Linked DNA regions of Mus musculus: region 1 is linked to region 2. Evidence: chromatin contacts called from public HiChIP or PLAC-seq data. All regions are on one chromosome and are shown on one strand. The core of a region is the stretch at or near the end of the contact, and the rest is flanking DNA. Distances in the headings are between cores, read along the strand shown.

The links. HiChIP or PLAC-seq counts read pairs in DNA pulled down with a chosen protein or histone mark.
Region 1: a contact with region 2 is called in an H3K27ac HiChIP or PLAC-seq map of oligodendrocyte precursor cells, with 5 times the contacts expected there. The contact joins two enhancer-like sites. A contact is called at or near these places in 8 of 39 promoter capture datasets (the C10 cell line, the HPC-7 cell line, cranial neural crest and 5 more), 15 of 115 datasets of contacts at active chromatin or transcription factors (the SCID.adh cell line, T-cell acute lymphoblastic leukemia, bone marrow-derived macrophages and 12 more) and 4 of 9 other capture datasets (adipose tissue, liver, macrophages and 1 more).

What each region holds. Positions count from the first base shown.
Region 1 is chr9:72,129,664-72,135,515 of GRCm38.p6, reverse strand. No RefSeq gene overlaps it. Among named protein-coding and RNA genes, the nearest start is that of Tcf12, 21 kb to the right of the region's middle. Within about 2 kb of position 2,250, at least 339 of the 459 cell types and tissues checked have an H3K27ac peak or open chromatin away from gene starts, as enhancers often do. A contact at or near this core is called in adipose tissue, embryonic stem cells, neural progenitor cells and 3 more, where this site is marked.
Region 2 is chr9:71,876,057-71,882,096 of GRCm38.p6, reverse strand. Tcf12 (transcription factor 12) reads left to right here. Exons shown (of 21, transcript NM_011544.3): 13 at 6,030-6,040. Among named protein-coding and RNA genes, the nearest start is that of Cgnl1, 110 kb to the right of the region's middle. Within about 2 kb of position 2,431, at least 62 of the 459 cell types and tissues checked have an H3K27ac peak or open chromatin away from gene starts, as enhancers often do. A contact at or near this core is called in adipose tissue, embryonic stem cells, neural progenitor cells and 3 more, where this site is marked.

The sequences.
Region 1 (5,852 bases), core at 1,001-3,500, 250 kb before region 2:
CCTGGCAAAGTTTGATGCTCTTTGAATTACACCCTTGCATGTGCTTTCTCTGAGCAGCATGGTGGGTAGATTGTTTTGTTTTGAGACAGGGTTTCTCTGAGTGGCCCTGGCTGGCCCAGAACTTGCTCTGTAGAACGCAAATTCAGTGTGTTCTGAGTGCAGGGATTAAAGGCATGCACCATCACACCTGACACATAATAACTAGATTACAGGTGGTGTTCTTCTTACAAATAATCAGTTGAGGATGGTAGGTCAAATAATACTGCCCAATAGGTCCCAGTTCTGTTAGAAGTCTGTAGAACGAGCTTTCCTCCGGTGAGGAAGAGAAACACATTTGCTTCAAATTTGATGCCAAGACTTTGCAGTGAGGGATTTGAAGTCATTTGAAGAAGGGGACTGCAGAAAGAAGTTTTTTGAGGACCCAGAAAATGTCTGTGAATTATTCCTATCCGTTCCCGGGCTACCACGGAATGTCTCAGAAGATGATAAAATCCTCACTTTTCAAAAAGCACCCTCCAGGCAGGACTTTTTCTGTTGCTGGCCATGTTGTTGCTAGCCTGATCTTTTCTACTAATGCAGAAGCTAAAACTTGTTTTACAAATGTGAATGCTTAGGTTTAAAACACCCGAAAGGGAGACTTCACTCTCCCTCATATCCTTTATCTTCTTTCCTACCCTACTAGATTCAGTCAGACATAAAAGGCAGAAAGCCCCTCTCCCTTCCCCCAGAGTCTTTAACCTCAGCTCAAGCTCAGGGTAGTTGGCTTTCTCTTCCCTGGGACCTCGTCTGTTCCAGAAGGTTCTTCACTTAGCCAGTACACAGGTTTCTGGAGCCTTGCCTATCATAGGTTACATAGGCAAACATGTCTGAAAACCTCTGTCACAGCTTAGCCTCAAGTGGGGAGCCCACCCACAGCACTGTTTTGTACCTAATGGTGCTCCGTAGCACTGAAGCAGAAATATTGTAGTCAGAGCATGTGGAAATGGCTAGGACATAGGCATGGGAGAGGGTCTGAGAGTACAATTAGCGTTGACTAGATTATATATATATTTTATTATTAGATATTTTCTTTATTTACATTTCAAATGTTATCCCTCTTCCTGGTCTCCCTCTGAAATCCCCCTCCCCTTATTCCCTCCTTTATTATAATTCTTATAAAAACCACACAGTACTTACTAGATAACTCTACCTATAGTTTCTATGTGTACATTAGATTGAACGGAGAAGATGAGACGATAGGCAGATGGTCAAGTGGCTTTCTCTCATAGAATTTTCCCTTTAGTGCCTTTCAACGGTATCATTTTCCCACACCCCCTAAAAACTAAACCTTCTATATTTTCAGTTGGTTCTTTTAGTTTATTTTTATAACACTCCTTGAGACAGGGAGAGTAGCAGGATAGTTTTATTTAACTTGCCAAGAAGCAAGACACAAAGAGATGATCTGACTTGGCCACCATCCCAGAGGGCATCTATGGCAGAGCCAGGATGGTCTTTTAGTCCTCGGGGCTCTTGGGCTTTTGTTCTGATGTCTCTGCATATAATTGTTTTGATAGCAATTTCTCTGCTTCTCTCTCACTAGCCTAATCACGTGTGTCAATCATATTCAAGAACATCAAGGGCCTAAGGGTCAGCCACAGTCTCAAGAGAAACAGAATCAAAAGGAGAAAATAAGGCATTTTCTTTTTCAAATGTGTTTGTCAGTCGTGGACTCATAATCTGACAGGGTATGCAGGAGGAAGTTGAGGACCTCCGCCCTAGGCTGTAGCTAGAATAGGCTCTATTAGGCTTTCTGTCTACAGCTTAAACCAAGTGAGCAAGAACCCTCAAGGGGATCAATGGGTTCTCCACCCAGCCCCTGAAGAACCAGGAAGGAAGTCCTCTTTTCCTTCCTCTTCATAGATTCACCCCTGTAGCGTCCCTGTACAGTCTCGGGATGTACAAGTGTGGTGGAGAGCACGTGCAAACCTCCTACCCTTGGCCATCTTGCTCCACTTCACTTTCACTTTACAGAGCTGAATCCTGGGGCCCAGGAGCGCTGCGCCCAGGAAAAGGCCACTGGACACAAGGCGACCTCCGTGCTCGGACCCCGGAGTGCGCGTGCGCGCGGGCCTCGAGCCGCGCCCGCGCGGGGAAGCCCCGGGGCTAATCTCCTGCCACTCATCCTTGGGGACGCTGGCGCCCGGGCCACAGCGCCTGGAGCCTCGCGCCGGGGCCCAGCTGGGCCGCACGCGGAAGGACAAATAGTCCCGACGGCTGCTGCTCCGCGCGCCCCTCCGAGACCGCGCTCGCCCCGCCCGAGCAGCCCGGCCTCGGCCTCGGGCGGCGGGAAGTGGGCGGCCGCTCGACCCCCCGCTCCTCCCTCTGGGGCCTGGCGGGTGTACGAAGCTCCTCAGGGAAAAGTAATTGGATTCCGGGCTCAGCGCTGCCGGGAACGGCGGAAAGCCGCAGCTGAGGCTGCAGCGCGTGGGCGGAGGAGGGCGCGGCGGGGGAGGGAAGGGTGCAGACGCCGCTGGGCTCTCCCGCGCCCCGGCGACCTGGCCGGGGCAGGCTGCGGCGGAAAGCCGGCGGCCGCGGGGAAGGGCAAGCACGCTTGCCCCAGGGGCCCCCGAGTGCGACGTCCTCACGCCTTTCCCAGGCTCCACCTAGTCTGTGGAGCACACCTGGCTGATGACACCCGCCCAAAGAAACGTTTGGGAAAGCTGAAGTCTGTCAGCATCCCCCAGGGTTTCCCTCCAAGCTCTGATGTGCAGCTGAGGTGGAAGAAGAGCCTTTCTTTCATCCAGTATGCAAGTGGAGAATTCCTCTCCTTCACGAATGTCACAGGGAACACAGTAGGAAAGTACCTCAAGTCTTTCCTTTGGTGACAGACTCCCCCAAAGTTCCCTTTCCCCTGAGAAGATGGATCACAAGTGGGAGCCTTAAAGAGGGTTTATTGTTTTCTGCTTCTCCCCTCCTGAAATGGTAGGAAAGTTCCAGAACTTGTAAATGACTAACTTTGCAGCTCTTTTGTGGTATATGGGTTTTTTTTTTCTTTTTCTTTTTCTTTTAATTCCCTTTACTACATCTCACACAACTCACTAGGCTTTTATAGAGGAATTTCTCATGTACCAGGCTCTATTCTGCTTACCAGGGACATAACAGTGAATAAGCCCAAACGCTCTGGGCTCTTGGACTTTGTTACAGGCGATGAGACAGACACACCGTTGAGTGTCGTGTGATGTTAAGTGCTATGAAACAAACAATACTGCAGGGCAAAGGAGGCTACAGGTAGAAGACATGTGCAGTGTTAGCTTAGACGAGTTGATTTAGAGAGAGATTTCTGAGGAAGTGTGCTTACAGCAGGTCTGAATGAAAGAAATTAGACAAGCAAAACATACCTAGACAGGTAACTTCCCGGATTGAGGAAGGACAAATCCAAAGGCTCTGAAGCCCGGAAAAGTCGAGTGAACACTTAGCAAGTAGTGAGGAGGCCGACATGATCGCTGCTCTGAGCACCTACAGTTGGAAATGAGGGTAGAGGCTCAGGGCCATAGAGATCAATGGTATTAAGGGCCTCAGGTTGCTTTTAGATTTTGAAAATTTTTATGTATATAAGTGTTTTGCCTGAGCCGGGCAGTGGTGGTGCACACCTTTAATTCCAGCACTTGGGAGGCAGAGGCTGGCAGATTTCTGAGTTCTAGGCCAGCCTGGTCTACAGAGTGAGTTCCAGGACAGCCAGGGCTACACAGAGAAACCCTGTCTCGAAAAACCAAAAAAAAAAAAAAAAGTATTTTGCCTGAAGGCAATGTATATATGTACATGCAGAGGTCAGAAGAGAGTGTTGAAGCCCCTCAAACTCGAGTTATAGATAGTTGATTGAGTCACTATATAGGTCCTGGAAGCTGAACCTAGGTCCTCTGCAAAAGCAACGAGTACTCCCTACCCCGACCCCTGCTTTTAATGTGAAACTTTTGGAGAGTTTTATGCTCTGAGTTTCCAATCTCTCTCCTTCTCCATCAGACACTAGGATTGCCTTGGCTGGTCTGAAACTCTGCATATCAGGCTGGCCTTGAACTCACAGAGACCCCCCTGCTCCTGCCTCCTGAGCACCGGGATTAAGGTGTGTGCCCCCATGCCTAGCTGTTGTGGTTGTTTACCTCAACTTTAGTTCATCACCATTCTAACATATCCTACCTTCTCCGTGATTGCAACAGGTCAAAAACTAATCTTGCTGTCTTTGTAAAATTTATATAACTCCTTTCTCAATAATACCAGCTCGATCTATGCCACCCACACTAAAATGTTTGTCATTGTCAACGCACTATTTCTTCTTCCTTATTTTACCTGGCCTGTTGTTAGGACCTTTAGTGTATCACCAGAAGTACCTCATATCAAATTCCTTCGTGTATCTCCACTTCATGCTTTTTGCCTAAGACCTTGAACATTGCCAGCCAGGATCAGTTCAACCGTCTTTTTATGGTCTCTCCGACTCCCTTTTCTCTCTGTTCCAATGTAACTTGCCAGAATAATTGCTCACTTTTAGCACATCTCTTCATGCCCAGATAGCTTTATGGGTATATTTTCTCTTGCATTAAATTTAAACTCTGGTGACTGACTTTCAAGCTTGTCCTCCAGTCGGGGTTCTTTCTGTCTTTGACCCACTCTTCAGCCTGTCTCCTCAGTAGGTTAGATGTGCCCACCAAGTACCTTCCTGTTCATTTACTTCTTTGTATGTGTCTATGCATCTACCCTTACGTAACCTAGCATTTAACTCATTTGGATGTTATAAATGATGGAAATATAACTTAAATTTGCTTAGATAGGAAGAGGAATCTTATTGGCTTCTGATCCTACAGTGAAATACCCGAGACTGCCTAACCTAAGTGGTTCTCAACTTTCCTAATGCTGCAACCCTTTATAGATTCCTCCTGTTGTGGTGACCCCCAACCATACATTTTTTTTGTTGCTGCTTTGTAACTGTAATTTTGCTAGTGTTATGAATTGTAATGTAAATATCTGGTATGCAGGATATTTGATGTTTGAACTCTGTAAAAGGATTGTTTGACATCCCCCCCCCCCCCACACACACACAAAGGGTTATGACCCACAGGTTGAGAATCACTGGTCTAACTGCTTAAGAACAGAAGTTGTTGACCAGGCGTAGTGGCGCATGCCTTTAATCCCAGCACTCTGGAGGCAGAGGCAGGCGGATTTCTGAGTTCGAGGCCAGCCTGGTCTACAAAGTGAGGTCCAGGACAGCCAGGGCTATACAGAGAAACCCTGTCTCGAAAAACCAAAAAAACAGAAGTTGTTGAGTTTCAAGTCATGGCATCTGTGTCAGCTGAGTCCTGGTAAGGGCTCTCAGCTGTCAGTTCATCGCTATGACAACAGTGGAAATGTGGGCAAAAGCAAGTAGCCACATCTGGATGTAGGCAGCTGGAGAAAGGCTGGGTGGGGCCAGGCTCCTGCTTTTATAGGAAAACTTTCCAGAAATCTAACCAAGGTCCCATGAAAAACACGTAAATCTCTTTCAGGCAAGGGCATACTCTCTGTTGCCTTAAGAACCTCTCACTTGGTCTCACCTCCTAGTAAGTTCCATAGTACTTCCTGAAACACTACCCTGGGGCTGAGCGTTCCAACACACAGATTGTTAGGGAACATAGAAACCATAGCAGGAATTTATTGGCTCATATCACTGAAATGGTCAAGAGTGTTAGACATGGCTTGCGAAAGCATTCACATTATGTCACCAAGATTTAATTTCTTGAATTCTGACTCTTCACAGATGAGTATCCAGCAGTTCTAGATTGACAGCAGCCTTGAAACATCAGGATGTGTCTTCCTATCTCAGTCCCTGTTGCCTAGAGAATGAC
Region 2 (6,040 bases), core at 1,182-3,681:
AAATGCTCAGACCAGAAAGGAGAGAAGGGTATTTATTAATTATCTATAAAGATTCAAATCTAATTCTTGAAATTTAAATTATGCTTTTGCCTTGTAAAGTTTTTTATTAGACTATTTTTTCTTGAGAAGTATGTCTCTTAGAATTATATTTTGTCTGAAGTGCAGTGAACTTTCTTAAATATTTGCTATTGATAGAGAAAGCAGAGCTCTGATATGTGACTGGTAGTGAGCAGCTGTCGAGCTCTTGAAGAAAGAAACCTCTTTATGTATTGTTTGAGTAAATAAACCTTTCTCTATAGCTGTTAAGTATGAGTTTTTTTGAGAAATGAAGCCAAATCAAACTCTTCTACCACGTAGTAGAGTCCTGCACACAGTGGAGCCCAGTAAATGTTTGCTGGAGTTAATCTTGGAACACACATAATAATGGTGGTGGTATAAACCCACAGAAATGATCAACTGTGGACTGAGTGCTTTCTAGTTGCTCGGCACCACAGTAAGCATTTTTGTGCCCTGTTTTGTGTAATTCTCAAGAAAACCCTGTAAGGTTGGCATTATCATCCCCACATTATATTTGTGGGAACTGAGGTTTAAAGGTTAAGTGACTTGAGCTCAAAAGATTTAAGTAGTTTGCCCTAGGGATCACTAGCTAGAAGGGGAGAGCTCATATACCGTAGGACCCACATGGAACTAGCCTCAGGCTGCCCTTCTCCACTGCTTTATGTGTCTAGGAAGTTGTGCTATAGGGATTGCCTTAGAGGTGTGCAAAATAACTAAAGAGAGTTGTCTCTACCTTTTTTTTCTTTTTCCCCACTGAAGAAAACTTGTGTAGGAAGAAATTTTCTTGGGTATTTGATTGTCATGCCATGTTGAGCCTGCTCATCTTAGAAGATCCAACAGCAGATAGTTCATGCACATGTAAAGGAACAAGTAGCATTTGACTACTAATATTAAGGAAATTTTAAAAATAAAACCTCCATTTGGGAGTTATTTTGTTTTTCTGAGAAAAATATATGTAAAAAAACTATGGTATAAACACACAGAACTTTGTAATGTTCTCAGTGGTCTTTCAAGCTTCCTTTAGTTACTCTGGCATCCTTGATTTTCCTTCCATATTATGAACAGCATGCTAGAGAAACTAGGATGGCATTTGGAGAAAAAAGTCCAGATTTACTATGAGTGGAGGCCAGGAAGAAATGTTTAATCTAGCTAGTGGGTGGGCTTTGGTTGTCATGGAAACTCATCTCTGTCATCCTGTGTTGTTACTAAGCGGGAACAGCCAGGTCATTCCATAAATCATTTCTGTCATAGTTGAGAGTGATACATTCCATCTGGTCCATCACTGCAGACCCTCATGTGCACACTTCCTGTCCCTTCAGCCTCCCCCTACTTCTCCAACAGCATTGTTTCTTCAGCTTTCCTTACAGACTCACATTCACATTAATAATGTTTAGTTTTTAAAATATACTAAAAAACAAAAACAGTAATTGGAAGAATTAGGAGAAATGAGAGAAAGAAACTTAGGGAGGATTACATGTGCGAATCTGAATGCATATCAGAATTTTATGTTAAGTATTACAAATGGTTAGAATGTGGTGTCTCTAATATAATAATAGCATCTATTTTTGATGGGAAAATACCACTGTTGTCATTAGAAGTTAATTCTAGTTCCCTAGTTGCTTTAGAAGGTCTTTCATGTGTGAAACACCAGAGGGTACAACCTTTGTTCTTCAGTTTAGGTTTTAAAGAACACGCAGAATGCTGCGTGATTAAACATGTAAGGCCAGATAATGCGTTTGCAAAGGTTCTTTTATTTTAGGTTTAAGCCTGGATAATTGTGGTCTTAATCTCAGGATAGCAAGAAAGAGAATTGTACATGAAGGTATTTACACAAAGTCCCCAAAGCCCTATGGATTGTGCACTAGTTTAGATAATAGACGTGGGTAGATAGAAGGAAAGGAAAAATCTGTGTGTCCCTGAACATTTGCCAGACAATCACCCTTTAAGACTGTGCCCATGGAGAGTTATATGCAGGAAGAAACATCTGGTTTATTTCAGGGCCTAATACCATATCAAAACATTCAGTCTTTAATTTAGAAGAGATCAAACGAGAAGACTGTTTAACTTTGTTGATTATATCAGACTTCTTTGTGATAATTTATGTTTTGATTTCTATGAGCCAGGGAGGGAAGAAGAGAGGGAGAATGTGTGCGTTTTAATCTAGATAGTTAAATGGTCAGTAGTCCCTAACAAAAGAAAAGAAAATCCAGGGAAGTTGATGTTTAGAAGTAATTCATGAAATAAGTTTCTTTGTTCCTTAGACTCAATAACATTAGCATAATAAAGATTAACTGAAATGTCCAAAAGCTTCAGTGTTTAAAACCTTGGACTCTGCCTTCCAGGGTTGGGCCTGGAGCTCTCCATTGTTTCTGTTTGTCTGAAGCTCCTTTCATTAGCCTCTGGCTTTATTGGCACCCTACTGATTGGAATAGACCATGACTGATAGGAGGAGGAGCCTCATTTGTTGCAGTAAAATGAGGAATATTACCGTTTAAGTCTGGCAGAAGGTACTGGGAGTTATTCATCATTGGCCATTTAACTATGAGTGCCTGTGGGCTGCATGTAAAATGAGCTCTGACTTTGTTCCTGCCCCAAACTCTAGCCACTACCACCTCCGTTTTTAACGTGACTTTTTTCTTCCTTAAACACCAATATTCAATAAACACTAATTTTTCTTCCTTAAACACCAGAAAATAGAGAGAAAAATCTTCATTTAGAATGGTCTTTGCCAAAAAAGTCTGATATTTAGGATTTCTAAAGAAATCACGATTTTTATGAAATAATGTGATTCAGTTGTTTTGGTGATGGAATGAGCCTGCAGAGATACAGGCTGGTGAAGTGATCTGCCATCAGAAAGGCTTCTGTGTACCGGTATTGCTCTGCCACTCTTCCTCCCACATATGTCCTCTCTTTATGAGAGTAAGAAGTATAAACTCTGCTTTCTTCCACATAAAGGAACTCTAACCAGCATTTGACATACTTAGGGATTGCTTCATTGGAAGGGCAGAGCTGAAGAATTGGCAGTCCATTCACGCCCTAGAAAGCCTGTGCCTACCTAAGTGTGAGATACACATAGCCTAGAACATTAACATTAATTCTCAGCAATCATAGAACCTCAAGACATAATTGTTCTCAAAGTTTATGCCATTTTGTAGATTTGGAGTGAAGTCTATAACAAGCTCTTTCATTTTCTTGTTTCTGTTTTTTGATCCCCATTAACTAAATACTAAGGTAAAAATCTGTTATTTAAAGAATCTTTTTACTGATAATTATTATAGCAAATTTCACATGCAGTTTATCACTTATTAAAGTCCCAACACCGGGAAAACAAACAAATGGATGCCCAGGGCTTGGCCAGCTAGAGAGTCAGGCCAGTGAGAGATCCTGTCTCAAAAATAGGGTGGACAACTCCTAGGGAACAACGCCTGAGATTGTCCTCTGGCCTCCACACACATGCATACACAGATTTAAAACAGTGTGAAAATGATGCATATTTATCCCAGAAACTGAGAATTGTGAATACTGGTGTGTAGAGAGAGAAAGGGGGGGCAAAGAAAAGGGGGAGCACAGCCAAAATAAAGAAGAGAAGAGGAAAGAAAGCAGAGTAGTGACTCAGAGTTGAGATGTGACCTACTCAGCCTGTCAAGTGATGAAGCCAGCAGCCAGTGTGAGGCAGGGGACAGTGAGAGTCGGTTCAGGAGTCATTCACCAGGGTCTGTAAACATAGGAAGGTCATAACCAGGCTTAAACTGCTAGTAACTAGAGAAGAAAAGGGGACTGAGGACTCTGAAACCTTTAAGGGAACTGGAGAGTAGGAGCGATGGGACATAGGTAAGCCTGAGGCCTAGAACTCATTCCAGTAGAAATTCCTAGCACAGGCTCTTCATTTCTACCATTGCAAGTCATTATTAGCACAGTAGTGACTAGGCAAGTCTTTGAGAGTAGGAGACACAAGCACAAAGAGGGCAGGCTGCCATGGAGGGTGATTCCCCAACGCTTTCACAGTTGATTCTCACAGTGAGGAGTAATGGCAGGCAGGCAGTGCAGACTAATCCGTGAGTGTGGTTGGTTTTGTGACTGTTTTCTCACTTATCTGCACCTCCCTCATCAATGCTGTATTATATACTTAATGAATGAGCACTAGTTGCTCATAAAAGGTACATTTGATTCCTGAAGATAAGAAACAGTGATTGACAACTATAAAGATGTTGAGACATGTTTGTAAAAGTTTTAGTGTCCTTTGAGAGAAAGCTTAATTTTCACAATATACATTTCTTGGGGCTAAAACAGACAAGTAACTTTTTAAAGGACGAAGGGGTAACTATTATGTTTTCTTTGGTTAGCTTTTTAGAAAGGAGAACTTAGAAAACTTTTTTCAAAGGTACACAAACACCCATACCCACTCCCCTCCCCTCCCATTCTCTCCAATCCTCCTCTCTACCTCACTTCCAGACGGTTTCCTGGCTGCCCTATCCGGAACTTGATTAACTCTGTAGTCCAGGCTGGCCTCAAACTCAAAGATTCATCTGCCTCTGCCTCCCAAGTTCTGGAATTAAAAGCCTGTGCTACCACTGCCCATCTTTTCAAAGACTTTTTGTTTGGTGGTTTTAAGTTTGGGGTATGCTTTTTGTTTGTGGTTTTTTGGGGGCGCAAGGGTGGGGCCTGTGTACTGGAGGAGGTGGGATCGTTTAAAACAGGGTCTCCATTGGTAGCCTTGGCTGTCCTGGAATTTGATATACAGACCATACTGGCCTTGAAATCACAGAGATCCACCTGCCTCTGCCTCCCAAGTACTAAGATTTAAGTTGTGCAGTACTTTGCCAGACTTAATGTGTAAAGGCCAGGCTTGTCAGGCCATATCTACAACTCCAGAACTTGCAGGCTAGGTCAAAAGGATCACAAATTCAAGGTCTCTCTGAGCCTATCAGGATCCTAATTACTAACATAGAACAAAACAACCTAAAAGACCCCACCTTTTTAAAAATATTTTTGTGAGATTATTGTTTTTATATTACTTCGATAATACATTCTTTAAATATGGTCTACTTTTCAGGTATTTTATCTTTATAATAGATTGTTTTATTTTGAGGTAAAGACTCACCTCAGTATGAGCAAACCTGGCACTGAATATGTAGCCCAGATTGGCCTTAAAGTTACAGTCTCACCTCTGCCTTCCAAGTACTAGTCACAGGTGTGGGGACAACTCTATGGCTTATAGCTTATAGCTTGCTGTTTAGCCCAGGCTGGCTTTGAACTTGTGATCCTTCTCCCTCTGCCTCCCAAGTGTTGGTGCTTGCAGAGGTGCAGCCATATTCAACCTCACATCTTGATTTTCTGCTGATAATTAGAAACTTTCCAACCACAATAATTTAAAAAATTAGGTATCTTTGTCTTTTAAAAAACAATAACAACAACAAAAATCAAAAAAACAAAAATAAAGAAATAGGGCTGGAGAGATGGCTCATTGGTTAAGAGCACTGATTGCTCTTCCAGAGGCCCTGAGTTCAGTTCCCAGCAACCACATGGTGGCTCACAATGGGATCTGGTGCCCTCTTCTGGTGTGTCTGAAGAGAGCGACAGTGTACTCATGAATTAAAAAAAAGAAACAAACAAAACCAAACAAAAACAACTGTGTTTGGCCACATAACAAGCCTGAGGACAGCATGTATTATTTGAGTCCCTGTCTCAAAAAGAAAAAAGGAAAAAAAATGACAATTCAAATTAAAATTGGGGGGGGGGGGATAGATACCTGTTATTCCTTTCACATTTGAAATTATGTAATTTTTTTGTCCTAGTTTAAAAACTGAAGCTCCTTAGGTCTCTAATTACAAAACAGTGTACGGTTTGATGAAAGGGTTGTCACTGTGAGCCTTGGGTAGTATGGCTGAGATCACAGAACAGCGCCATGAACAGGTTTGTGGTTTTGCTGCTATTATATTCTGATGCATATATATCTCTTATTTTCTGGTTAGATTTATTCCCC